Linked DNA regions of Pan troglodytes: regions 2, 3 and 4 are each linked to region 1. Evidence: chromatin contacts called from public HiChIP or PLAC-seq data. All regions are on one chromosome and are shown on one strand. The core of a region is the stretch at or near the end of the contact, and the rest is flanking DNA. Distances in the headings are between cores, read along the strand shown. Region 1 holds the start of HDDC2 (HD domain containing 2). Region 2 holds the start of LOC129144317. Region 3 holds the start of RNF217 (ring finger protein 217). Region 4 holds the start of NCOA7 (nuclear receptor coactivator 7).

The links. HiChIP or PLAC-seq counts read pairs in DNA pulled down with a chosen protein or histone mark.
Region 2: an H3K4me3 HiChIP or PLAC-seq map of stem cell-derived excitatory neurons shows a contact between it and region 1, with 2.7 times the contacts expected there. The contact joins the promoter of LOC129144317 here to the promoter of HDDC2 in region 1. A contact is called at or near these places in 4 of 7 Hi-C or Micro-C datasets (blood, induced pluripotent stem cells, a lymphoblastoid cell line and 1 more), 1 of 1 datasets of contacts at active chromatin or transcription factors (stem cell-derived excitatory neurons) and 1 of 1 other capture datasets (stem cell-derived neural stem cells).
Region 3: a contact with region 1 is called in an H3K4me3 HiChIP or PLAC-seq map of stem cell-derived excitatory neurons, with 3 times the contacts expected there. The contact joins the promoter of RNF217 here to the promoter of HDDC2 in region 1. A contact is called at or near these places in 1 of 7 Hi-C or Micro-C datasets (stem cell-derived neural progenitor cells) and 1 of 1 datasets of contacts at active chromatin or transcription factors (stem cell-derived excitatory neurons).
Region 4: a contact with region 1 is called in an H3K4me3 HiChIP or PLAC-seq map of stem cell-derived excitatory neurons, with 6 times the contacts expected there. The contact joins the promoter of NCOA7 here to the promoter of HDDC2 in region 1.

What each region holds. Positions count from the first base shown.
Region 1 is chr5:137,180,205-137,183,293 of NHGRI_mPanTro3-v2.0_pri, reverse strand. HDDC2 (HD domain containing 2) reads left to right here and starts at 1,689. Exons shown (of 6, transcript XM_001152848.8): 1 at 1,689-2,011. The coding sequence starts at 1,928.
Region 2 is chr5:137,621,737-137,624,887 of NHGRI_mPanTro3-v2.0_pri, reverse strand. It overlaps LOC129144317, which reads left to right and starts at 1,441. Exons shown (of 4, transcript XR_010158185.1): 1 at 1,441-3,151. It overlaps HEY2 (hes related family bHLH transcription factor with YRPW motif 2), which reads right to left and starts at 3,004. Exons shown (of 5, transcript XM_016956268.3): 1 at 2,847-3,004. The coding sequence starts at 2,875.
Region 3 is chr5:136,838,718-136,842,145 of NHGRI_mPanTro3-v2.0_pri, reverse strand. RNF217 (ring finger protein 217) reads right to left here and starts at 2,007. Exons shown (of 5, transcript XM_054686920.2): 1 at 537-2,007. The coding sequence starts at 1,418. LOC104006968 (a long non-coding RNA gene) reads left to right here and starts at 654. Exons shown (of 9, transcript XR_010158180.1): 1 at 654-734.
Region 4 is chr5:137,654,180-137,657,279 of NHGRI_mPanTro3-v2.0_pri, reverse strand. It overlaps NCOA7 (nuclear receptor coactivator 7), which reads right to left and starts at 1,492. Exons shown (of 16, transcript XM_063813429.1): 1 at 1,241-1,492. It overlaps TRNAE-CUC (transfer RNA glutamic acid (anticodon CUC)), which reads left to right and starts at 2,299; the gene lies at 2,299-2,370.

The sequences.
Region 1 (3,089 bases), core at 440-2,939:
GGTAATTTATAAAGAAAAGGTATTTCATTGGCTGTACAGGAAGCATGGCTACAGAAACTCACAATCATGGTAGAAGGTGAAGGAGAAGCAGGCATCGTCTTCACCTGGCAGAGCAGAAGAGAAAGAGAGCAAAGGGGAGAAGTGCTACACACCATTAACCAGATCCCATGAGAACTCACTCACTATCACAAGAACTGCAAGGGGGAAGTCTGCCACCATGATCCAATCACCTCCCACCAGGCCCCTCCTCCAACTTTGAGGATTACAGTTTGACATGATATTTGGGTGGGGTCACAGAGCCAAACTATATCACTCCTTAAACCTCAAATGCCTCCTCCTCTATTCACAAACATTCTAGCCTCCTTTCTTCCCAGAGGCCTAGCAAGATTGCACTCCACAGGCCCCCTTTGAAGTTAGACGTGGCAGTGTTACTTATTTCACCAATGATACGTAGACGAAAGGTCATATATCACTTCCAGAGACAGGCTTTAAGAGCCAGAGTGCCACTTTTCTTTTTTCCAATTCTGGCAAAAGAGAGCAAAGAAAGCCTCCTAGCTCCCTGAGTAAGGTTAGAGCAAGCAGCATCCTCTAGCTGATCTACAATAGACACTTAGCATGAGAGAGAAATAAACCTTTGATGTGTTAAACTGCTGAGATACAGGAAATAAGGAGGTTGTTTGTTATTATAACATCCCAGCCTATACTTTGCTTCCTAATTTGGTGAGAAAATAGAAGCAATCAGAAGAGAACTTCTACAACCTCCCATGACCACATGTGTGACTGATTAGTCACCCTATACTCTGTCCTCCTCCAATATTTGAATGAATTCTCCATATTCCTAACTAAAGCCCATCTTTTATCTTGTACACCAGATGGGAATATTTTTCCTTACTCAAGGCTGACATTCAAATATTTCTCTTCTTTGTCTCTTATATAATCAATGTTTCCCTTTCTACTAGATCCCCTTCATCAGTAAATAAACATACATAATATCTCCTGTTTTGAAACAATCTCTCCACTAGTTAACAGCACCCCAACCCCATCTCCAATGTGCTGTAATACTTGCTCCTATTCTCTTCAGAATTATCTCACTAGGTTCTGCTTGTCCCACTACACTGAAAACTACTTTTGTCAGGGTAACCAATAATATTGAATTTACTAAGTCTGGAAGTCAAACCTTGGTCCTTACATTGACTTGGTTGACCATATTCCTTCCTTCTTGAAATATTTTTGTACATGGCTTCCAGGACACAACTATCCTACCTACTAATCCTCTTCCTACCTCACTGGCTGTTCCCTCTTGATCTCACAAAGTCTAAATGTTGGGGTTCAGGTCTTGGGTGTCTTTTCTTCCTCATTCACACCCTCTTGCCAGGTGACCTCATCCAGTTTCATGGTTTTACACTGTCAACTGAAGAATAACGAGGTTCATAAATTTAGAAAGGAGAGCTTTATTTTTCATAAAGAGTACTGAGTGTCAAGTATGTGCCAAGCAAGGTGTCTGCCACTGACGGAGCAATGCCCAAGCAGCGGACACCAAGGCCAAGAAGGCGAAGGCTGGACAGAAGGTCCTGAGAAAACCGTGAGAATATGGAGGAGGGGGAGGAGGAATAAGAACAGGAGGAGGAGGGGGAGGAGGAATAAGAACAGGAGGAGGAGGAAGAGGAGGGGGAGAGAGGAAGAGGGGCAGGAGGAAGAGGAAGAGGAGAAAGCGGAAGTGGGGGAGGAAGAAGAGGAGGAGGAGGAGTTGGAAGGGGAGGAGGAAGAGGGGGAGCAGGAAGAGGGGCAGAAGGAAGAAGAAGAGGGGGAGGAGAAAGAGAAAGAAGAGTAAGAGGAGGGGGAAGAAAGACAAGGGGAAGGGGAGGAGGAGGAGGACGGGGAGGAGCTTCGCCGCGGCCTGCTCCGCCCAGCCGGGGTCGGTGGCCGCATGGCTTCGGTCTCCTCTGCGACCTTCTCGGGCCACGGGGCTCGGTCCCTACTGCAATTCCTGCGGCTGGTAGGGCAGCTCAAGGTGAGCGGGCACCAGGCCGGGAGGCCGCGGCCGAGCGGGCGGGACTGTGGGGCGGCGGAGCTTCCGGCCTCCCCGCTCGGCCCGCGGTCTTTCCCCTTCCTGCGCCGCGTCAGCCACGCCGAATTCGGGAAAGGCCCCAGTCCTGCGGATGCGGCCGCGCGTCGCCGACGGTGGACGGAGGAAGCAGCCGGCGGGACAGGCTGGCCAGCTGGGGCGGCCCGGAGTCTGAGCCTAGAGCCTGGCGCCGCGAGGTCCGCCCTGCAGCCGCGCCGGTTCCCGGAGAGCAGCCGGCCTGGCCCTGCCTGCACTGAGCTTTTCCGGGGCTCACGACCCCAGAACTCATGTGTGTGTGTGTGTGTGCGCGCGCGCGCGCGCGCTCACGACCTGTGTGTGTGTGTGTGTGTGTGTGTGTGTGTGTGTGTAAAGCGCGGCTGCTTCTGAGCACGGGTGGGAAGAACAGAATCTGTCGGCTCTTCAGATTTTAAGTGGAGCTTTTTATGTCTGTCTCACAGTTACTTCCAGAAACAAGACTTTTCTCCCGGCCACCCCGCAAACGGGATTTAATGTAATACACACGAGTTTCATCATGTGCGTCTTCCCTGTCTCTCTCCCAAGTTCAAAGTAAATTATCCGTTTCATGCCACTCTGACTACTATTTATAACATTCCTTAGAGATGTAGAATTCTGAGGAAGAAATGCAGTTTCACAAGATGAAGTTATGATGTGAATAAAAGGAAGAGTCACGGCTGGTGGTAGCATCAAGCAGTTAGAAGTGCCCTTATCCCTTGTGCCTCAGAATTTGGAAGCCTATCACTCGTTCACTTTCAGACCCTTCAATACAGTGTTTTCTGCTTGTGTAGGATTATTTGAAGGCACAAAGCCGCAACTCTTGTTCGGAAAAATGCAGTTTTGTTTTTGTTTAAAGGACTTGCATATGTTCCATAATTATACATCAGTAACAGAGTAATTTGACGAATGGACTTTGTGACTTAACTCTCTCTGTCTTCTACCCTTTCATTCTCTGAGCTCTCTAGTTCATTTGATTCCAGATGTCTATCATTTTAGCTAGTTTAGCAAA
Region 2 (3,151 bases), core at 192-2,691, 440 kb before region 1:
CCTTCTCACTTCTGGATCTTATTTCTGAATTACCTGTCCCCCTCATTTTCACCCCTTCTTTACGGGTTTCACCTTTCACGTGATAGCTTCTGTTTTTCAGACCTCATTTTTAAAGACGGCACAACAACACTTTAATGATTAGATACTTAAACCTTCGGTTTCGTGTAAATATCTTTGCTCTTGCAGATTTTGTGCTTTGCTTTGTATGTATTAGAATAACAATATGAAAGAAAACCAGTTTTCCAAAGGTAGGAAGAATTTCCCTCTTTGAGTGACAGCTGCAGATAAATAATTAAGGTGCTTCTGGGGATGCCAATTAGAAGCAATTATCATTTGACCCGCCTTGGCTCTAAAATGCCTCGGTAATCTCCCTCTGTCACAGGAAAGTGGAGGTCTGGCTTCTGTGATTACGACGCCGATCTCTTCCAGACTTGAGAACAAGCAGTCAAAGAAATGATGCCCTTTCCGATGCTTACATCTGTCACTCACTCTTGCGTTAGCCAAGTCACACACGGTCAACCTGCAAAGTTCAACCTACGTAGCCTTGACATCGCAGGTTGCTTTAATTCCTCCAAAGATCAAGTTGTGATTTTGGTATCTCTAAAAATCAAAAATCAAATTGTTTTTATTTTCTCCTGATCTATTTTGAAAGTGCCCCCAAATACGGTTTCAGTGGCTGGGACATCGCCTGTCGCCCAGACGCTGCCGTTCGCGCGTCCAACTGTGACAGCCAGGACCCTCCCTCGCCAATTCCTGCGCTCTGCCTTTCAGTGGCGTCTCCCATCCTGGCTACTCCACCCCTACGGTGAAAATCCACATCCCTTGCCCCATCCCAACTCACGCTCTGCGAGCGCCCACCACTCAAACTTTCTCAGGCCAAACTTTCCCTCTCTACCCAGATGCTGCGGAGACCAGCCTCGGGATTTCCAGGGAGCCACGCATTCACAAAGCTACCCCAAGCTCCCGAGCTGCGGGCCGCTCCCGCGGAGCCCGCGCTCACCCCGAGTAATTGTTCTCGCTCCCCACGTCGATGGTCTCGTCCATGTCGCTCTCGGAGGTCGTCTCCTCGCAGGGGCGCTTCATCCCGGCGAAGACCGCGCGGGGCACAGCCCGGCCGGAAGCTCGGACGCCGAGCGGGGCGCAGCACCCTGGCGCCCGCCTCCTCCCTCCCCGGGCCTGGGCAGGCGCGGCTCCGGCGGCGGCGCGGTCTGCTCCTAGCGGCTCTTTCCCACGCCGCAACTCTGCTCGGCCCCAAGAGCCGGCGCCGGCCACGCCCCCCCCTCGAGCGGGTGGGGCCACCTCACCCGCCCCCGCGCACCGGCCCAGGCCTTCCGCCCGGCACCGCCCCCTCGCTGGTCGGCGTGGCCCGCGATTGGCTGGGCCAGGGGGCGGGGCTGCGCTCGCCAATGACCGCCGCAAGGCTCCAGCAGAGGCGTGGGAACGCCGCCGCGGACCTGGTACCCCAGAGCAGCGAGCGGGTGGGGAGCAGCCGGGGCGAGAGTGAGCGCAATCTTGCTAACCCCTGCGGAGGGAACGCGCGGGCGCCAACGCGGGCGCGGCGGGGGCGGGCCCTGGACCTGGACCTTGGGTTTCGGCCCTCCTCCGCGCCCCGCGGTCTCGCGGGCGAAGTTTCAGTCCTGAGTGTAAAGAATAACCCCGAGCGCGTGGCTAAGTGCGAGCAGGCGCGTGTGATGTCGGGAGGCGCCGCGGCTCCTCGGCCGCCCCACTCGGTGGTCCCCTGTCTGGACCCAAACTGCTGACTGGCTGACCCGAGTGGTCACATTTGCCCTCTGGGGCTTTTGAAAAGCTTAAATCAAAATTGCTTTTGAATCTGACAACTCCTGAGGCTACTTTCGCGGCCTCGGGGCTGTTTCATATAAGGACGCGAGTTTTCCCGATCAGGTCGGTCGGCCACGTTACGATTTCCAATTTGCGATCCATCAGTTACTTCCATTGGGTCTTCAGCCCGCAGGGACTGTGGATCCTAGACCCCGCGGAGAAGCCCGTGGACTGGAGCTGTGTCAGCTCTGATGGTAGGAAAGACTAGATCAATGACGCGGGCATTTCAGGACATAATCGTATATTTTCAAGTTCGAGTTTTTCGGGCTTCGATTGTCCAGATAATTGCCTCCAGTCTCCTCCAGTCCCCCTGGTGTATGCACTCGCAGCCGCAGAGTTAGAGTCCGGGACGTGAAGATTGGCGCTTGGAAATTAGATTTGGTTTCTAAAGTATGAATTCGTGTCCAACAGTTCGTGCCTTGGACAACGTGGGTTGTATAAAACTCAAGCTGTGTGTTTAAAACATGTTTTCTAGCTGCTGGTTCTCTCCAAGTTATGTAGGACTTTTGAACTGGCCACCCCGCTGTGCGTCTGCGAGGGCAGGGACTGAGCGAGACCCAGCCAGGGGCGCCGGGGTCCGCTCGCCGGCTCCGGCGCGGCGGTGCCGGGAGACTGGCGGCGGCTGGGTTGGGGTCCAGCCGGAAACCACACGTTGGCAGGGCCGCTTGGTCAGTAGTGGAGAGAGCCTCTGAGAAAGGGCCGTCTATCGATCCCCAGAGCCCTCCGTCACGGACGGATTCATAGCTTCCTGGGGATCGGCCCAGGGCGTCCCTTTGACACTCCGTTCTCTGTCCACACAAGCCCGGCGCGGGGCGGGGAGAAGAGGAAAGGACGCGACTGGGAAAGACGGGACCCTGGCGGGGTTTGGCCCGGGGGAGAGCGGGAAGGAGCCCGGTCGGCGCGGAGGACCTGCGGCCAGCGTGCTAAGCCCTTATTAGAACAGAAACCCCTTTCCCCCCACACTCTCATCTCTTTTGCGCTGTCCCCACCGCCATGCCTTCAATAACCTTGTGAATAGAAACCCGAATCGTTCCATCTTGGCTTCTGAAACTTAACCTCAGGCAAAGCACACACTCGGCGGGGCCAGGTGGGGCTGGATGGGGTCCGCGCCCGACGGCGGGGCCGCGGGGGTCGGTGAACCCCAGCTCCCCTGTCGGCCTCAGGGCGGGTGGCTGGGTCGGCGCGGGGTTCGGGGCCTCCGGTCGGCTGCACGAGGGCGGGCCAGGACCCAGACCCCGTCCCCGCTCCGGCCCCGCAATCCAGCGGGTGACGAGCCTGACGCGCGCCGGTCGCCTGCCACTTCCCGCCCCGA
Region 3 (3,428 bases), core at 758-3,257, 340 kb after region 1:
TTTACTGTGGAAAAAGGAAACTGAAAAGTAGGCAAAGGCCAAGGGATACATTTTTTTAAACATTCACTCTTTCCTGGAATATACAAATGAAGCAAAATTACAAATTCATGTATTATGGGTCTGAAATATTTATTCCAATTCTTTTCTCCACCAGCTCCATAAATATTTATTCTATGCCCACTGCTTGTTAGTTTCTGGGATACCAGGCCGATGAGGCAGTCTCTTCCTCTCCTCCTTTGAGCAAGCTTGTGCTTGCAATCCTGTATAAGAAATAAGAGGAGGGCAACAACGTGTATCTTGTGCCTTCTACACATGCCAACCATAGCCTGAAGTTCACAGCAAGGTTAAATTCCAGTTAAGTAAACCAGTGAGGTCAAAATACACTTAAATAACAACTGAGACGTGAGAAACTAACAGAGATCCTCAGTAAGTGTGTCGGTCACCTCTTCGCGCGAGCAGGGAGATCAGATCGAGAGCAGGACCTCCTCGCCAGTGATTTGGAATGATAAATGGGGAAGAGAAGGGGGTGAAGTTACCTGGGCGCTCAGGTAGACTTTGAGGCACTCCTCGCACACGGCCTTCTTGCAGCAAGGCAGGGGCTTGATGGGCTTGTCTTCCAGGCACACCCGGCACATCAGCACCATGAGGGGCGCATAGGGATCCCCTACACCGCCCAGGCCAGAGTAGGTTGGAGCTCCCAACAGGCTGGGCATGGAGAACGGCTCGGGCGCCAGGTAGAACTCCAGCTCGATGCTGCCGCCGTCGGGGGAGAGGGAATCCTTTGGGAGGGACAGTCGGGGGCTGGGGAAGGAAGAGCGGCTGCTGGGAGGGTTCAACACTGGCGGAGCCCCAGGTGGCGACGCGGGCGGCGAGAGCTGCTCCGAGGCGGGGGCCTCGGGCAGGTCGCTCTCCACGCAGTACACGGAGCAGAAGACTTGTCTCTTGGCGAGGGGCGGGCGCCGCTGACCCAGCACGTCCAGGACCAGTCCGTCGGCGGCCCCCGCGCGGGTCCTGGGCTCCAGCTCTTCGCCGGGGGGCGCCTCCTGCTGTTCATCCCCTCCCTCTTTTCCATCCCCAGCTTCCTCCTCTTCCTCCTCCAGCTCCAACTGCAGTGGCAAGGTCTGGGGATTGAGAGGCCCGGTGAGTGCCAGTCCCGCAGGCTGCGCCGGTGCTCGGCTCTTACTCCAGCCCGGGGGCCCCAGGCTCCTCGCGGGCTCCGGGGCGCTGGTGTCCGCGCAGCCCCAGTCGCTTCCGCAGCCACCGCTGCTCGGCTCCGCGGAGGCGGCGCGCAGCGGGGGCGCCCGGGCGCTGTCCCCCTGAGGCCTCGGGAGCTCAGGGTGGCCCGCAGTGCCACTGGCGAGGGTCTGCGACTCCTGGGGCCCGCCGCCGCCGCTCACCGTGCTCTGCTCCTCGCCCATCGCCGCCCGCGGCCCGCGCCGCCGCTGCCCATCCAGCCACCGGGACCCCCACCCGGCGCCGGCGGGCAGCGGGGGCAGTGGCTCGGCTCGACTCGCGGCTCCGCTTCTGCTTCCGGGTCCTTCCTCCTGGGCTGGGACGCCCCAAGTCCCCTCCGGGGAGCCCGTGCTCCGAGGCTGCGGCGCGTGGGGAGCCTGGCCCGGCCCGCCGCTCCTCCTCGTACTCTGGCGCGGCGGGGCACCGCCTCGGGGGCGCCGAGGGCCGCTCGCTCTGGGCTCGGGCGCGCCCGCCCCACATGCAGCTCGGGGCGGCGCCGCAGCCCCAGCGAGCCCCAGGCGGGACAGAGGGGTCTGGGAGGAGACGGCCGTCAGTCCCGCGCCATCACCGGTCCCGGCTGCCGGACGCGCGGCCCGAGGGCGGTGGTCAAAGGGTCGAGGGGCCTGTGGCGCCGCCGCGGCGCGCACCAGGAGGTGCAGCCGGAGCGCTGGCCAGTCGCAGGGCCCCTGGGGGAGAGGCCGGAGCGGGCGACCTCCCTCTCCCCGCGCTTCACCTACAGCCCTCCTCGCCGCCCCTCACCCCACCCCTTTGGCGCACACCTCCCCACACGTACACACGCGCGCAGGCACCCGCGCACACACACACGCACACCCTGAGTGGGTGTGATCTAAGAGCTGAGATGCGCTTTCTCGCCCGGAGTTCACACTCAGCCTCAACAAAACCCTCAGAGCAGGCAGGCTCCCCTTTGGTCTCCGCATTCAGTAGAACTTCCTACAAAACTACACTCAGCTCTGGAATTAGTAAACGCTGGCTATTTAGGATGTCCAGTTCAGAGAAATAATGCTAAGGATTATGAATTCTAAATGCTGTATATTACAACTCTGTTTTTCTGCCTAGTGGAGTAGGAAGAATCTTCGAAACCCATAAATAATCGAAAAAGCACTTTCGATCTACTCCTCCAACTGGAATCCTTACAAGAGTTGATAACTAATTTAAGATTTGTCTCTTTTTCTTCGCCTACAGTGTTCTCTTAGAAGTTTTTTTTTTTTTTTAACCCTTTTCAGCATTCCAAAATATAGCACAAGGTGGAAAAATGTCCTGACCTAATTAATAAACTGGATCATTAGTGGAAATCATGGGCAGTTTCATTAGCATAACCATATTTATCCTCAAAACTGTTTCCAAAACAACAATTATATGTGAGCCAGGACTTAATTATGTGTTGATCTATCTTTATTTTACAGGAAGTATTACTTACTCACCCAGACACTGGTGTTTTAGTTCCCTAAAGCCAGTGAAAACATTTTTGGGAAGCCAGCCCTTGTTTTTTTTCTCCTGAGAGGGAATTCAATTTACACATTCATGTAATAGCAAGGAACTGTAAAGTGTGTAGAATTTTATTTTTTAATCTCGAAGTTGTTATTGGGTTGTTCTAAAATATTTTCCAAATCAGATGCAAATGATACAAAGGTGACTAGCGATGCAAACTAAGAAAGCAGTGTAATGCCAAAGAACATTTCCATCATATATGTGTGTCTGAGGCTCAGTTGCAAGCAAAGGTATGAATTCGATGTCTAAATGCCATGTCATCTATCGGTCTGACCCAAGAATGGAAAATTCTTATTTTGAAGATTAAATGCTATTCGAGGATTCTTTTCTTTTTTATCTCAGCTAAGTGATTTCCTGGTAACTGCTGTTTTCTCCAAATGATACTTTAAGTGCTTATTGTTTTAAAGACAGAGACAAGAAACCTACTTATGTGTGCCTTTTGAGTGTGCCATCTGATGACCAAGCCACTATTCTTTCCAGAGATATAAAAGTAATCTGCATTTTCCAGGTGACAACAGGCTAAGACCAGAGTAACAATAATGGATGCCAAAAAGTATATTCCCACAGCGTCTATTGGAATAAAACCCCTCAAAGTCCTCTTATAGTTTTGGGAACCCCTCCTCACACACATTTTTCACTCGTATTCTGAGAACTTGTTCTTCCAGTGTTTACCATTTTATTCCTTA
Region 4 (3,100 bases), core at 243-2,742, 470 kb before region 1:
GTAAAAGAAAAAAGGCTGCGGAAACTGTTCCAGAGTAAAGGAAGGAGACTACAGATACATGACAACTAAATGCAAGGTATAATCCAAGAGTGTAGCCTAGATTAAAAGAAAAACTATAAATGAGATTATTAGGACAACTAGAAAATTTGATTATTGACCATATAATAAATGACAATGTGGAATTAAATTTCTTGAGTTGATAATTATATTGATTGCTCTTAGTAGATGCATAATACAGTGTTTAGTATGTATGATAAAGCATCATGCTGTCTGCAGCTAACCCCAAATGGTTCCGAAAAAAATAGAGAAAGCATATATGGAAAATATTAATAATTGATGAATCTAGAACAGTACTGTAAGATAGAAATATAATGTAAGGACATGTATAATTTTAAATATCCTAGTAGCTACATTTAAAAAGTAAAAAGAAAGCAAAATTAAGTTTAATAATATTTTATTTAACCCAATATATCCAATTATTCTCATTTAAAAATGTAATTAAAGTAAAAAGTATTAACACGATATTTTACATTTCTTTTTTTTAAATACTAAGGCTTAAACATACAGTGTGGATCCAGCATTTACATAACATCTATTCATACTGGCTACATTTTAGTGCCTAATAGCCACAAGTTGCTGGAGCTCTAAATTGGAAGGCAAAGGTATGGATGAAGGGTATATGTGTGTTCAATGTTCTATAGTTGCAACTTTCTGTTGCTTTGACATGTTTCGAAACCAAAAAGTTGGAGGAAAATGAACCAGATATGTGTTGTATGTGCATAGATTATTTCTGGGAGATACAGAAGAAGCTGGTAACACTGGTTACTTCTGGGAAGAAGAAAGGAGTGAGTAGGAGGATGGTTTTCACCATACCCTTTTGTACTTTGTGTAAAATATTGTGACTAAACCTATACAAATTTAAACTAATATCTGCTTAATCTTTTTATTCAAAACCAGATGGTCTAATGCTGAGGTCTAGCAACCCCTTAAGTAAGAGTTAAGAGCTCCACCTACTGAACTTGATCTAAGATTCCTTGGGATAGGAAAAAAGGGTCCCACTTAAAATACAATAAAGTGTAGAAATTTCTTCTGATGATTTTTCTATCTTATTATCTTAATAACCCCTTTAAATCTTCCTGTTCTCATATTATTACATATTTTCAGATAAAGTATCTCAATGATTTAAACTCCATCTCTGAGCTGCTGAAAAAAAAGATACGAGATTCAAGCACAGGCTCACCTAATTTTTGTGGTAATGGATGATGACTGCAACTCACAGTGGCGCCGGATGTTGTGAGCAAGTTCATTACAAATTTATGTCTTACTTAAGCTTCCTTCCATCTTGCAGCGGAGCGAAGTCTCTTGGGTCAGATTTCTTCAACTATAACGGCTGACATTTTCAAAGTTGAGTTATATCTTACTGCCCTCTGCATCTACTTTATGAGGGTTTCTGAATTAAGGCTGGGCTGTAAGGTGTCTTGACTCCTTTGGTAATTGCATCATTTCCTGGCCGTGTCTAGTATATAAGGCGGAGAAGTGAAGCAATTGCCCAGATAATAACACAGTTTGGAAAGTAGGAGGATGACAAACACAGTGGGTTTGAAGGACTTGCTTGGAGCCTTGGGCAGATGTCCTGATCCTTCACTAGGCATACCACCCACAGCTCTCTCAGCTTCGTTAGCCTGCGTGTGCCAAATAAATAAAATAGAACCGCGTGCTATGAGGCTACGTGACCCTTCATCACCCATATTTGTAGAGCACGCGCTCTGCACCCAGGACAGCGCGGGGTCGCTCCGGCTCTTCGCCGAGAAACGCTCTCAGCTGGTGGCAATCTATCGTTAGATTTAGTAAAATGTTTAGAGGGACTTATCATCCGCGTGACAGAGAACGAAGAAAGACGGAGAGGGACAGAACTTAGATTTGGAAAGAGCAGCTAAAATGGTTAATAAAATAATAAAGCAAATTACAAGGCTCTGGACAGTACGCGTCCAGACAACACTTGTCTTGGTAAAGAGATTTACATGTTACGTAAAAGAATGAGAATTTCCAGGATATATTTTCCAGCATGGCAATAGGAAGAGGATTAGATTTGGAGGGTATAGGTTTTTTCCTCAAGGGGCCATCCCGGCGCTTCCGAGAATTTGCTTCAATTTCAGGAAATAGATTCGGGGACCAGGACTCAGAACAAGAACAAAGTGGGTGTGGCTTAGACGTAATACTCTATCCCCTACTGGTTAGAGGAAGTAAGTGCAGATTTTTAACATAGCAAATATGTTTAGGGAGAAACGTTAAGTAAGTTCCCTGGTGGTCTAGTGGTTAGGATTCGGCGCTCTCACCGCCGCGGCCCGGGTTCGATTCCCGGTCAGGGAAAACTTGTTTTCCTTGACATTTGTGTCCTGCATGCCATTTAGAAGTCAAGAGTTTTGTGTAGTTTTCACTCGCTGGTTGGGTTTTTTTTTCATAGTATTTTTTTTTCTTTTTAAATCATAAGTTTTATGTACTTTTCATTCGCTTGTTGGGGTTTTTTAATCATTAAAAATTGACCGTTTTAAAAGTTTATTTAATCTAAGGCTTAAAATACGCCATCTCTATTTACAGGTAATGTAATTTATAATCAATCAAATAACATAAAGTTCTGTGATTCTAAAATTGTATTTTTCAGTTTTTAAAAATAATTTGGATGTGTTTACAAGCAGTCAGTTAAGCCTTTGTTTAACCTTGATTTTGTTTGACTAATAAAAGAGGAAGATAGTTTTATGAGGAATAATACTTATTCAGTATCATGCTTAGAGTTAATTTTTAGTTTTTCTGTACATTCAGATTATGTACTTTGGAGATTATTTGCCTATATTGGAGCTATTCCTACTCTCATCTCTATAAATATGAGATCTTTTCTGAGATGTATGGTTGGACATAGCTAGTTTATTGTGTTTTAATAACTCATTTAGTTAATGTTTTTTTTGCTAATTTTAAATTTTCTCTAAGAGATTTACACAAATATAGTAAATGTGTTACATCCAGAGTATCAATTCCCACTATATAAACCATATAGGCCCCTCAAAAATGCACCTACTTATCATTAGTAATTCCCACATTCAGG